Linked DNA regions of Sus scrofa: regions 1, 3 and 4 are each linked to region 2. Evidence: chromatin contacts called from public Hi-C, HiChIP or PLAC-seq and promoter capture Hi-C data. All regions are on one chromosome and are shown on one strand. The core of a region is the stretch at or near the end of the contact, and the rest is flanking DNA. Distances in the headings are between cores, read along the strand shown. Region 1 has its middle 36 kb from the start of TNFAIP8. Region 2 holds the start of DTWD2 (DTW domain-containing protein 2). Region 3 has its middle 18 kb from the start of TNFAIP8. Region 4 holds the start of HSD17B4 (hydroxysteroid 17-beta dehydrogenase 4).

Region 1 (3,103 bases), core at 391-2,890, 270 kb after region 2:
CACTGTCACTTCAATGGTTCTGGTTGTGGGTTCAGTCCCTGGCCAGGGAACTTTTGCTTGCTATAGGCATAGTGAAAAAAAAAAAAAAAAAAGTTCCTCTCTCCCAATCACTCTCTCCTAACCTACCTTTGTGCGTCCACTTATAAATTGTTCATCAGTACTTGCATTAGCATAGGCAAATGAAATTCAATGTGAAATAAGCTGAACTTACCTTCTCTTCCAGTTTTCCCTTAGTAAATGATCCACTTGATTACCCAGAAGCCTGGAAGGCATCTTCCTCTGCCTTAACCAATTGCCAATATCATCACTTCTCCCATTAAATAGCTGTAGAATCTGTACCCTAGCCCATTGCCACCAACTGAGACCAGGTCACCACCATCACATCTCATCTAGATTTCTTCGAAGATAGTTGACATGCCACATGTCCCCTGCTCCTATCTCCATACCAGTCTGGCTTGCTGTGGTGTTATTGGTCCTTATAAAAATATCCATCTGATTGTTTCATCCCTTGCTTGAGATGCCTTATTAAAATTTTGATGAAGTCTAAATTTTTCAATAGGTGCTAGATAGCATAGGGAACTAAATCTAGTCACTTGTGATGGAACATGATATAGGATAATGTGAGAAAAAAATGTATATGTATGACTAAGTCACTTTGCTGTACAGTAGAAATTGACAGAACACTGTAAATCAACTATAATGGAAAAAATAAAAATCATAAAATAGAAAATAATAAATAAATGAATAAATTTTTCTGCAAGGCTCATAAGATCCTTAATAACCTGTTCCCAAACTGACTGTACCTATTAGAGTATCTTGGAAGTATCTGCCTCACCCCCAACACCCCCATCCCACCTCCCCAGTGCATCACATCCCTCGTCAGGCCCCCTTGTTTATTTTTTATCCTAGGAGCTACCATGGGGCCCAGTAAGGCCTTAGTAAATATCGATTGAATGAATGTAGGAAGGCAGAGGCCGTGGATTGTAATTGGCAGTGTCCTCAAATTCTGATTTAGTTTGTCTTAAACATTTTAAGGTTTCCAAAGTTAAAAAAAAAAAAAAAAAAAAGTCTGCGTTCTTGTACAGTCGTGTGTATATGTTTCCCCCAGCTCTGTCGCTTCCAGGACATTATTAAAAACAGAACTAAAAGACGTGCCTGGGATTCTGCTAGCAAATCATTTTCAGTCTGTGCACTTGGAATGGCCATTGAGTGCTGAGCTTAGGAGGTTGCCTAACAGGACACAGGAACCAGACCACCTTTGCGTCAGGGAGGCACCCTGGCTGAACAGGACCTGTGGGGAACTTTTTCAACTTGGGCCTGCCTGCGTAAGCCAGGATCAGAATACTTGTGACTTGTGGGAACTTGTCCTAACTGTTGATTACATTTTCAAACCTGTTTGGACGGTATGTTTGGGTCTTGTGCAGTGAACCTTATTTAAAAGAAATAGACAGAAACGTAATCCTGTTTAACCTGTGCTAATATAAGGGAGGCTGTTGGTCTTGGCTGTAATGAAGTGTCTTTTTCCTTAGAGACAGCTTTTTCCTCAGAAGGTCCAGGTCTGCTTTCACACTTGCGCCCCAGGGCTGGGAGCTCCTGGGCGAGGTTTCCAAGCCTCCAGTCTCTCTGAACTCTAACGTCTTCACTATGGGACTCAGCAGGGCCTCACAGTCAGTGCTGAGTCAGAGGGATCAGCAAGAGGAATGACACACTTCCTGCCCGAAGTTCTAGGGAATTTTTTGGTTTGCTTGGTTTTTTGGGTTGTTTTTCTCTTTTGCTCCAAAGATTCCCTGAAAAGATAGAAGCTTGACCTGGCCATCTCTTGATCAAAACAATCATAAATTTATTTTTGTGATCACATAAGTATCTACCATGCTATATCTTTTTTATTTCTTTTTTTTTCTGTTTTTTTTTTCTTTTTTCCCCTCTCTCCCTCCCTTCCGTTCTGCCCTCCTTCCTTTCTTTCTCTTTCTTCCTTTCCGTCCTTCTTGCTGTTTTTCTTTCTCGTTTTTCCTTTTTTTCTCTCTTTCTCCCTCTCCCTTTGGTTCTTTCTTTTTTTGCTTGCTTGCTTGCTTCCTTTCTTTCTCTCTGTCTTTCTTTCTTTCCATCTCTCTCTTTCCCTCTCTCCTCCCCCCTCCATTCCTCCTTTCTTCCTTCTGTTTTGGCTGCCTCCTAGCATATGGATTTCCTGGACCAGGGATCACTGTGCCAGGCAGGGAACCAGACCTGTGTCCCAGCACTCCAGGGACACCTCCAATCCCACTGCGCCGCAGCGGGAACACCTCACCTGCTGTACCTTCTTTTCACAGGCTTTTAAAAAATTACACAAGCCTCACATGGTAGTGTAGTGTATTTATCAATCATAATTTGAACAGAAACATGAAAAAAAAAGGTACTTCATTTCAGCACTCAGAAAAAACATTTTGTGAATCTAACTCCAGGCTTTTTTTCTGTGTGCTTAGAGTTTTTCTCTATAAAAATTACATAGTACTTAATATGATTTCTTTACTTTTACATGTTGCTCTGTAGCCTTTGTTCAGAATCCTCATGTTATTAATTTCTTTACAAAATCATTTTAAAGACTGTATTACATGCCATTATATGGATGTGCCATAACTCACTTAACAAACCCCCCATTTGGGGATCTTGTAAGCTGTTTTTAATCTTCACCATTGTCATAACACTACACAGCTCTCTCGTGTTTAGCAGCTGTCTACGCTTGTCTCTGTTTCATTGGATGTGTTCCTGGAAATGGTTCAAAGGGCATGTGGAGTTTGAATGTTTTAATCTTTATGCCACTTTGCCTTCCAGACATTTGACCTGTTTTACATTCCTACCATATAATATAAACTTCTTGCCATGCTCGTATGGCCCTACCTATTCCCATCTTTGCCTGACTCCCTGTGCTTCCAGCTCTGCAGCCACACCGGCCCCCTTTCCACTCCTCTCTCTGGAGCAGGCCAAGCTTGTCGTGGCTCAGGCTGGAGCACCTGCTCTTCCTGCTGCTTTTCCTGCTCTTCTTCTGCCGCTTGGCATAGACCTCTGATGCCACCTCTGCCAGAGAGCAGTCTTCACCAGAGCCCCCGTTCATTTCCATGCTAGCATC
Region 2 (3,377 bases), core at 719-3,218:
ATGGAAAAGTGTGGAGGTTCCCCAGAAAACTAAATATAGAACTACAATATGATCTAGCAATCCCATTCCAGGGCATATATTTGGACAAAACTTTCATTCAAAAGGATACATGCACCCCTGTGTTCACTGCAGCACTATTCACAATAGCCAAGACATGGAAACAACCTAAATTTCCACTGACAGATGAATGGATTAAGAAAATGCAGTACTATATACAATGGAATACTACTCAGCCATAAAAAAATGCCATTTGCAACAACATGAAAGCAACTAGATATTTCACATACTAAGTGAAGTAAGTCAGAAAGAGACAAATACCATGTGTTATCACTTATACATGGAATCTAAAATGCAGCAGAAATGAACCTACCTATAGAACAGAAACAGACTTGCATAGGTAGAGAGCAGACTTGTGGCTGCCAAGGGGGAGGAAATGAGTGGGATGGACTGGGAGTTTGGAGTTAGTAGATACAAACTATAACATTTAGAATGGATAAGGAATGAGGTCCTACTGTACAGCACAGGGAACTAGATCTAGTCTCTTGGGATAGAACATGATGGAAGATAATATAAGAGAGGAATGTGTGTGTGTGTGTGTGTGTGTGTGTGTGTGTACATATATGCATGACTGGGTTACTTTGCTGCACAGCAGAAATTGGCACAACACTGTAAATCAACTATAGTCTCTTTTTTAAGTGAACATAAGATCCATTAGATTTCATCTCAAAGTTAATGGTGACTTTACGGAGAACTATTTCAGAGCACTGTACAATCTGAGGACAAATCACAGAGTGATTCCCAGATGAGGAAATAGAGACACTATCTAACAGTTAAAAGTGTGAAGAGAACAGATGATAGATGGAGGCCTTCATCAATCAAGGGAAATGATCCTGAACACCCAGGAGGTTAAGATAATAGCATATACCTATGTAGCAAGAGATTCAAACAGGCAGAGAAAGCAATCCTCACAATACTCAGAGTACACCGGCACAATGAGGTATCCTAAAAAGTACGTAATCAGGCAAGTAATGTTAATTGTTGGTGTTGCTTAATAAACTGTCTCATTAGACTGCAAGTGCCCTAGTGCGCACAGACAACGTCTGTTTTATCCATCGCATTTCTGGGAACCTAGCACAGTGCCTGACACACAGGAGGTGCTCAATAAATACTTCTTCAGGAATTCTGAATACAATCTCAATTAAGGTAACAGCCACCTTGACTGTGTCTCTCTAATCCACTTTATGGTTTTCTTTTGTTTTTTACTGTAAGATGACTAATTCACTCAAACGTAAACGTGTTTTTACAAATATTATCCAAGACGCTCCAGTTTCTTGACAGAGGAACTTATGCCTGCTCATCCCGTGACTTGTTGAGCGTCTTACAGGAAGTAAGTCTAAATAATCCTAAACCTGGGTAAATGGCTTCTTACTAAAGAACTGTGACGGGGATTTCACAGTGATTCCAAGGTCAACCAACGGAACCTACCACCCCAAGCACAGAGATGCCAGAGCCAGAGCCCCCCGGGGCTGGAGCCCCAGCGGCCGCCTTCCCGTCAGAGGGCGCTGCAGCTTCCACCACCCGCCCGCGCCTTGCCAAGTCTGCCGCCCGCCTCAGTCCCGCCCCCCGCCTGGCGGTCACCTGCAGCGGCTGCATTCGGGCCTCCGTTTGGCCGGCTCCACTGGCAGTTCCCACAGTCCGTCCACACTGGCGCCGTCTGCCTCTGCGTCCAAGACAGCCGCCGCTGGCGCTGTTCCCCCTCCCCGCCGCTCCTCTTCGTCGGGTGTCTGAGACTTCGGGACCCCAGGCGACCGCTCGAGGGGGTCCCTGGATGTTCGCGCTTCTTCCTGCGGATCCATGGCGGGCGGGCGCTCGTGTCTGGCAGTCACATTGAGGTCCCCCTGCCGCCGGAGGGCGCCACACCCTAGAGAAACCGGCCCGCGCCGCGCGGCCCCACGCACTCTCGCCACGTACGCGGAGCCCAGGCAGGAGGTCCCGCCCCGCAGCGGAGAAGAAGCGAGCCCATTGGTGTGTGTCAGTGGGATGGTTCACCTAGAACCCGGAAGGGAAGTGTGGTTTGTCCCGGGGAGCCGGAGAGATTAGGAAGGCTTCTCTGGGGCAGGTAAAAGGTTCTCCTCTGAAAACACCCAGGCAGCAAACCTGATGGTACTTTCCTTAATTTCACACCTTTAAAAATGAAAATAAAATTGAATTCAGCATTTTCCACCCTAGGATGGCAGTTCAGTAATTAGGTGGGTGAGTGCACCCAGCATTTCCAACAGGGGATGAGCCATTGTTGCAGGCCAACAAAGGAGGAGAGGTTGTACTGACTGGATTTTGATTCACTACTGGTCCTTTTAATGAGAATTTCTTGCTCTAGAAAGGCAAGGACCTATGTCCTGTATCTTCTTGGTATTTCTACTCATAATCAGTCATGCTGTTTTTACACGACGCTAAACATTTCTTTAAGTGTGGTTTTTCAGTTGTCCGAGGCTCCTAAGATCAAGAGGCAATAAGAGAGCTGAGATTTCATGGATGAGAAAAAAGAAAGAAACAGATAACTACCTTGCCTAAGTTTTTACAGCTCTGGAAAACAGCAATAGAGCCAGCAGTTTTTTAAAAGCCAAAATGAAATCCATTTTAGAATAAAAGTGGAAATGCTGCTTGCCCTGAAATAGGTGCTGATTCTTTTCACTTAACACTTTGTTACTTCTACCGACGTTCAGCATTTTAAACAAAATATTAAAAGTTTTCACCAGTCATCAGAGTTAAGTTTTGCAATCATAGTTATCTTGATTCTAGAACTATGAATAATTAAAACAAAACCTATTTATCACTAACAGTAATAGAGCATTATTGCATTTCTTAAAATGTTTATCTCACTATCAGTTTTTTAGTCATTTTAAATTCAAGCCTGCATGAATGTAGGGCTATTGTTTTCAACTATCCTTCATTCTTTTCCCCTGGAAATGGCACCTGTAATCTACTTGGGGTATGCTAAGGGAGGGTAGAAAAAGACTGAAAATCCTGCCTTATCATTGATGTTGGATGGAAGAAAAAAAAACTGGAACTTAATCCCAGTTGTAATTGGGAGATGATGAAATGCCAGAGACTGCAGAAAAGGAACTGAATCAGAAAATAAAGAAATATGGTTGCAGATTTAGGTTGGAGAACCAACACTTTAACTACAAAAATTAAATTTTCATGTGACACACTTTAAACTCTTGTCTCTAACCTCAAGAAATGAAATAATATCAAGTCATTTAAGATCCTTCTAGATCCCAAGTATGAGTTATGTGAGGGCAGATGAGTCCTAACAAGCCAGTTTACAGTTGGCTTTCTCTTTTAACACCCCACATTAGACCATTGGCTCCACCCAT
Region 3 (3,354 bases), core at 525-3,024, 290 kb after region 2:
TTAGTTTACCCACCATTCCCCCCTCCATTGACAAATGATGCAGGTGCCACCAGGGAGAACAAGAATACAGACTCCATGAGCCACGACAGCAGTAAAGATGAGGACGGCAAGTTCTCAACCATGAGAACTTACTCTCTGATAAGCACTGAATGAAAAGAATAAGAACCAAAGAAAATTAATTACAAGCATCCCTTCAACCTGTGGTAATTATATGTCCCCCTGTAACATGGGAGTCCAGTGTAATTTTATTTATTTATTTATTTATGTTTGCTTTTTTTTTTTTTTTTTTTTTTTTTTTTTGTAGGGCCACACTCACAGCAAATGGAAGTTCCCAGGCTAGGGGTGAATCAGAGCTATAGCTGCCAGCCTACGCCACCGCCACAGCAACATGGAATATGAGCCGCATCTGTGACCTACACCACAGCTCACAGCAAAGCCGGATCCTTAACCCACTGAACGGGGCCAGGAATTGAACCTGCATCCTCATGGACACCAGTCGGATTCCTTACCGCTGAGCCAGAGTGGGAACTCCAGTGTAATTTTTTTTTTTTTTTTTTGCTCATTGTAATAAGACTATATGTCCCTGTAAAGACTGTCCTTACATTTTATAGATATGAGCTTAATTGCAAAATTTGCTTATTTTTTGTTTTTTAATTGATATTCCTGGGCTCTGGATAATGTAAAGACTTTGGAGCTGCACGCAGATAAACAAAACAGGGCACTTGGTCACAAAGCGTTTCCTTTAGTTTACTCTAGCTGAGATCTCCAGGAGATTGGCTTAGACATGGGGCAACATTCAGAGTGCTCTTGGGGGAGTGAAAGCCATGGTGATAGAAAGAAAGAAAGCCCCAATTAGCGATGGGTAAATTGGAGGTGCCAGTTTATCTTTGTAGATGAAATCTGTGGGTAGGGTATAGGACCCCAAATTCTCAAGCCTTGTCCCCAGCCAGCCAGTGTTCCCGGCTACATCCCTGAGGGAAATACGTGCACAGAGAACCAGTCAAAGCAGAGGAACCCCTTTATTATCAGTGGGGTTTGACCTGAACCCTAGTGGTGACCTCTAGTGAATGAGGTTGTCTGTGTGGGTCACAGAAATCACATCCAGGATCACTGGGCTGGGCGGCAGAAGGACAGGAAGGCTGCTCTGACGGTCACAGAGAAGATACCTCCACGGTGGAGGACTCAGAGATCAACGTTCTGGTCCCTCTTAAGACACGTATGTGCTGAGTCTTTGGACTTGTTCTATCAACGTGCTGGACCTAATTTCTCATTTGTGAACAAGTTTGAGGAAGGAGGAGATTGCAAGGACCTCAAAGGCTACCTTTGAGCACTAGGTTTCTGATTCCTGAGTTCTAAGCGAAGTGTGATAGAAGTGTCACATAGGACTGAGATAGGGGTAGGAGTGGGGCCTTTAATCCTTCGTGCCAGCACTGATGGACAGGCGGGTGATAGCATAGTTTCTCTGTTGTGTGCGATAAACATCTTAAATAGCCATCAAGTGTCGCAACTGGCTGAGTATCGTCGGGTGCGAATTGCTCAGAGCTGAGTGTTAGCTGGATACTACAGATACTAGGGTACAGGCACAGCTCACTGAATAGAGGGATTGTTTGCTTTGCCAAGCCAGGCTTGGGTTTTGGCTGCCGAGCTTGTGTTCTGTGACATCCAGATGTCAGGGATCTTGTGGGAGCAGCAACATCAGACGGTGACTCGTGGCAGACGCTTCTGTTCAAAAGTGGTTTCCAAGCTCTGGTCACGTGGCTTGTCCTGGGACTACTGAGCCCCAGTGGTGTTTCTGCTCTCCCGTTTGGTTCGGAGTCTGATTGCAAGTGGTATTGCAGACTGTTGTGGTTTATCATTTTTCAGCGATACTATTGCTCAATAACCCACACATGCTCCACTCTGAAACACTAGCCCTGGAGCTCTATCTTAGCAGGGGAGGTTGTTTTTAACATCAGTCTATAGAAAGCAGTGGTCCTAAACTCCAGTGTCTGCAAGAACCAGGCAGGAAATATGAATGTGCAAATAGTGCTTTGTATGAACTGTTGAAAGTCTTTAGACCCATGGCAAACTTGAAGAGTTCCCATCTAAAGGCATTGAAGTTCAGATGAAAAATAAAGCTTACATGGTCTAAGAAAAACTCTGAGCTGAATTCACCCCTAAGGTTACCAGTTAGTGATTTCTTGGGCAGACTAAGTTCAGCTATCATTGATGTTTGCTCAGCTTCAGAGATGCCAGAGATCTTGTAGATGTGAGCCTATTGTATTTTTGTTTTTGTAGTAGATTTTAGCTTTTACCTTCAGTTAGAAGGCTTTCATTGGGATAAGTGGACACCATAATTTTTACCTGCAAATTACAAATACTTCTAAAGAGATCACTTCCTCAATGAAAATGGTTTCTTTGGGTCAATGGTTTTTGGAGGCTGAATCAATTTAAGAGAAGCAGAGAGGTTTTCTCTTCAATGAAAAGAATTCTGAGTATTTTACATCATTAGAAAAAATTTGCATCACTAAATTTAACAAACCCCAAGTGTTTGAAACTCACCCACCTGCCTGGCAAGTTGTCTGCAGGGTTATTTACTCCTCTACCTCTTCGTGGTGTTAGGCAGGCTTGGGGTTAAGGAGCAGGGTGCAACTGGGAGGGCGATAAGCTTGCTTTCACTCTTTGCCCACCCCTCCCACACTCTTAATTTCTGCCTTCCTGCTTCCACCTGGAATACCCTGTTGGAGGAATAAAGAAATCAAATATAAAGACTTCATTTATAGTGAATTCATTTAACTGTTAGTGAGCCACAGTCCTTGTCTCCAAAGGATGCTTGTCTTTTTAAAAGACACTGATGGTAGAACAGAGAAGAGGGCAAAGTTTAGCCCACAGTACCACCCCTCAATGAGAATATTTCCTGTAGAGCCAAGAGGATAATTTGGGGCTTGGGAGCCTCTCAGGCGCCTCAGAGATAACACCTTGTATTACCCTGCTCAGGCAAGACCTGCTGAACCAGCAGCAGCCACTGAGCTTGAGGGAGGCGGGTGGTTCAACTTTTCTTCTTTTTTACTTATGTGATTTAAATTTGTGTTAGAGTCCTTGCAAATTACCCAAAGGTATTTTTGTGAGCAATTGATGGTACCCAGATTCTTTATGTCTGGTGTTGGCTGGTGAGGGAGCTTCGTGAATTTAAATATTCCTTTGGCAAAGCCACTGAATTCAAGCTGTGTTAAATTGTGGGTTTGTTGTTGGGGTTTTTTTTTTTTTTTGCTTTTTAGGGCCGCACCCGTGATATATGGAGGTTCCCGGGCTAGGGGTCTAATTGGAGCTGTAGTTGCCGGCCTCCACCAGAGCCACAGCAACACCGGATCCCAG
Region 4 (3,483 bases), core at 809-3,308, 380 kb after region 2:
CCTACCCTAGATACTCAAGCTGGAAGTATGGAGGTTATTCCAGTCGTTCTTGTCTCACATCCATGTCCAATTAATCAAAAAGACCTATTAGGAGTTCCCTTCGTGGCGCAGTGATTGACGAATCCGACTAGTAACCATGGGGTTGCGGGTTCGGTCCCTGCCCTTGCTCAGTGGGTTGACGATCCGGCGTTGCCGTGAGCTGTGGTGTAGGTTGCAAACTCGGCTCGGATCCCGCGTTGCTGTGGCTCTGGCGTAGGCCGGTGGCTCCAGCTCCGATTCAACCCCTAGCCTGGGAACCTCCATACGCCGCGGGAGCGGCCCAAGAAATAGCAACAACAACAACAACAAAAAAAGACAAAAAGCCAAAAAAAAAAAAAAAAAAAAAGACCTATTAACTCCATTTCCAAATATACCTCTGTATTACTGCCCCCTCCTTCCATATTTCCTCTGCATTACTTTTGGTCTCTACAGTTTTCTCCAATAGGTGTCTATCTGTTCTCTCTGTTCACCTCCAGTCAATTCTCAGTAGTGGGGCAAAATGACCTTTTCATGATGTAAACATTTCTCTGGAGTAATCTTGCTTAACATGTTTTAAGCTCAAAATTTAAACACCTAAATGTGATCTGACTGATTCTGCTTACTTTCGTGAACTTACCTCCACCTCTGTCAAGCTAGTACTTCTACTTCTATTACCTATAATATCCTCTATTTGCAAAGCACACTTCTTAAGTCTGTCATCTCCTTTGGAAAGTTTTCCCCTTTTCTCACCGGAAGGGAAAGGGTTTGTTTATTTCGGCACAAGTCTTAGCATGCTGTACTGTAGGTAAAGTTATACCACCTAATTTTGAATAGCTCAGGGACACCTTATTTTTCATCTGTAAACTTGTGCTTACTACCCCTAGGTGCTTAATAATATGACTATATTCAACCCCCAAAAGCAAAAGTTATTTAGAATCACCCCTGGACATTTTTTTTTTTTTTTTTTGTCCCTTGATATTTTGTGGCCAAGACTATTGCCCCAGAATCATACCCCTTCCCCTTCCTTGAATGGAAACCAGTTGCTCTAGTCTAAGTTTCAGGAGGAAGCTGCAAAGAGAAAAACAAGTACAGGTTAGAACAAACCAGGTGCCAGAGAACATTTGACTTCCAGTAGACTTTTAGCCTCATTATACATTCATTGCAATAGATTAGCACACTAAATGACACCTACCAGTGCTTTGTCCCTTGACAATTACCACAGCAACAATGGGAAAGGCCCATACGAAGACTACGAAGACTACGGAGGAGTGTTCTTTCAGTTCTGGATCCGAAGTACATCGATGTTCTTGGTTAAGTCATGACTGAGTATTCCTCCCACTTTTCCTAATTACCTCCCTTTTATCTCCATCGTCCTACATGTGTGGTGTCTCCATCTGAATTGGGTTTAGAAATTGATTTGTGACCTAAGTTTCCGCTTCTCCATTCTTTGGTGATTAAATAAAGCTCGTGCTGTTCCAGTTTCAACATCGATTTCATTATTGGCTGTGTGAAGCCAAGTGGAAAAAGAAAACCTTCCTGGCAGAAACAAGCGGTCTTGGCCAGTCTCAGACTCCAGGACCGGTAGAGTCAATCAATTCCATTTGGGATGTCAGCGTGGGGGCTCAGTACTTTGCATTTTTGACAGTTCCCAGAGGTCCATTCTGAGAAATCTTTTACCCATTGGTCAGAGTACCTCTACTTCTCAGGAGCTATTTTTGAAAGCTACTTAAGGATAGGGGCTGCATCCTCGCCAAGATCCAGAAAACGCTTGTTGAGTGAATGACAAAGGGACGGGTGAATGGATAAATACAAGGTCGGCCCAGTCAGCCATTTTACCACAAAGGTCCCATCAGCTCCCTTTACTTCCGCAGCAGAACTAGCCCTTTCAACCCAAGCCTCCTGGGCAGGGTCCAGCAGCGCCTGGAGGCACGGTGGACTACATTTCCCAGAGTTCCAAGGGATTGGCCGCGCAGGCGCACTTGGAAAAATACTACGTCACTCTCTTACCCAGAAACTGGCCGGTTAATGCCTTCGGCGCCGCTCCTCCTCGCCTCAGGTTTTCCCTGTCCGGCAGTGTGAGCTGTGCTGGTTCTTCTGCAGGCCGGACTTATGGCCTCGATGTTGAACTTCTACGGGCGTGTGGTGCTGGTCACCGGTGCCGGGGGAGGTAGGCATGCAAAGGTTGGAAGGCTGACGTCCGGGTCGCTCCTATCCCGGAGCACTCCTTTTCGGTCCCGCTGCTCTCGCAGCGGTGGCTGCGGTCTCAGCGTCGGGACTGCGGACAGCGGTGGCGGGGCAGCTAGCGGAGTGAGCGGCTGGATCCCCTGGGGGTGGTGGGAGGACGGACAACGACTGTCCTCCCGACGCCGAATCTGCTGAGGCGGGGGAGGTGGGGCTGGCCAGTCTTGAGTGGAGAGCCAGAAACTCCTGGTGCAGCCCCCACCCGTGTGGACTTCTCAGGGTTTAGGATCTTGCCTGAGGAGAGAGGCTTCGTTGGGCTGCGGGTTGCAGAACTAGGTGAAAGGTCTTTCAGGAGCTCATCCGTGAGTATCCATTGGGACTCTTCCTGCCAGTAGACTATCTAGGCCGCTTTAAGTCTTTTAAATGTGGTGGAAAAGCCGTCTGGGAGCTGCAGTCACCCCCGGTGTAGCAGATATGTCAGTCCCTTGCTTTTAAAAAGTCACTCATCCTTCCCTTTGTTGGATGATTTTAAGTTCTTTAGAGGGCCTTCCTTAAAAAGAAAAAAAAAAAAATCTGATTGGATTCCTCCTGGTTGGACTTTGTATGTATATCAAGCCAAGCACCATATTGACTAGTCCACTGGAGTCTTGGCGTGGGTTGTGAACTCAGTGCCTGATAAAGGACGTAATTGAGAGTGTCATGGGGACAGCAGGAGCTGAGGAGCAGAGGCCTTTTTGACATGGGCCAGATCTTCCTGTACTTCCGAAGCAAAATGGTGATTTGTTATGAGAAATAACCCTATTTTTAAAGGACAGAATTAAAACAAACCAGTCATACCCACGCGAATGCTTTGCGTTGAGGTTTTCTATTTTTACCACCAATACACGACCTCTCCGACCTCCAAGTGCAGGGATCTTGGTCTTAATTGATCCCCCACTGGTAGTGCCTTATGGATTTAATGAAGAATTAATTTGAATTGTATGTTAAAAATCACAAACAATGGAATTCTGTCAGTTAATTCATTTGTACCTTCACATCTCCATTAATAAAGTAAATTCTTATGCTTCTGTTCAGAAAAATGTCTTTAGTATTAGTTGGTAGCCAAGTATTTTGTACCTGTAGCTAAATACTTCATTCTAAAATGATCATTCATTCTAAAATGATCCGTTTTGGAAAAACATTTTGTTTACACTTTGACGGAATGGAAATAAGGAATGTGTCTCCTGTTTTAAATCTCTTTTGACAGTGAGTGATCCACACTATGAAATACATTTTACACCAAGA

Evidence for each region. Promoter capture Hi-C pulls out the DNA fragments that hold promoters and counts their contacts. A called contact is a pair of places that touch in the nucleus more often than the background predicts. HiChIP or PLAC-seq counts read pairs in DNA pulled down with a chosen protein or histone mark.
Region 1: a contact with region 2 is called in an H3K27ac HiChIP or PLAC-seq map of alveolar macrophages. The contact joins the enhancer-like site here to the promoter of DTWD2 in region 2. A contact is called at or near these places in 16 of 47 Hi-C or Micro-C datasets (blood, embryonic fibroblasts, epiblast stem cells and 9 more) and 1 of 2 datasets of contacts at active chromatin or transcription factors (alveolar macrophages).
Region 3: a contact with region 2 is called in a Hi-C map of embryonic fibroblasts, with 3 times the contacts expected there. The contact joins the enhancer-like site here to the promoter of DTWD2 in region 2. A contact is called at or near these places in 18 of 47 Hi-C or Micro-C datasets (alveolar macrophages, embryonic fibroblasts, epiblast stem cells and 10 more) and 1 of 2 datasets of contacts at active chromatin or transcription factors (alveolar macrophages).
Region 4: a promoter capture Hi-C map of fetal liver shows a contact between it and region 2, with 4 times the contacts expected there. The contact joins the promoter of HSD17B4 here to the promoter of DTWD2 in region 2. A contact is called at or near these places in 2 of 5 promoter capture datasets (fetal liver and liver), 21 of 47 Hi-C or Micro-C datasets (alveolar macrophages, blood, embryonic fibroblasts and 15 more) and 1 of 2 datasets of contacts at active chromatin or transcription factors (alveolar macrophages).

Annotation. Positions count from the first base shown.
Region 1 is chr2:123,205,426-123,208,528 of Sscrofa11.1, forward strand. It overlaps a transcript of TNFAIP8 not described here. Among named protein-coding and RNA genes, the nearest start is that of TNFAIP8, 36 kb to the right of the region's middle. Within about 2 kb of position 1,641, at least 41 of the 83 cell types and tissues checked have an H3K27ac peak or open chromatin away from gene starts, as enhancers often do. A contact at or near this core is called in alveolar macrophages, embryonic fibroblasts, liver and 3 more, where this site is marked.
Region 2 is chr2:122,935,033-122,938,409 of Sscrofa11.1, forward strand. It overlaps DTWD2 (DTW domain-containing protein 2), which reads right to left and starts at 1,969. Exons shown (of 7, transcript XM_021084663.1): 1 at 1,639-1,969. The coding sequence starts at 1,856.
Region 3 is chr2:123,223,912-123,227,265 of Sscrofa11.1, forward strand. It overlaps a transcript of TNFAIP8 not described here. Among named protein-coding and RNA genes, the nearest start is that of TNFAIP8, 18 kb to the right of the region's middle. Within about 2 kb of position 1,775, at least 17 of the 83 cell types and tissues checked have an H3K27ac peak or open chromatin away from gene starts, as enhancers often do. A contact at or near this core is called in alveolar macrophages and embryonic fibroblasts, where this site is marked.
Region 4 is chr2:123,311,425-123,314,907 of Sscrofa11.1, forward strand. It overlaps HSD17B4 (hydroxysteroid 17-beta dehydrogenase 4), which reads left to right and starts at 2,059. Exons shown (of 24, transcript NM_214306.1): 1 at 2,059-2,185. The coding sequence starts at 2,128.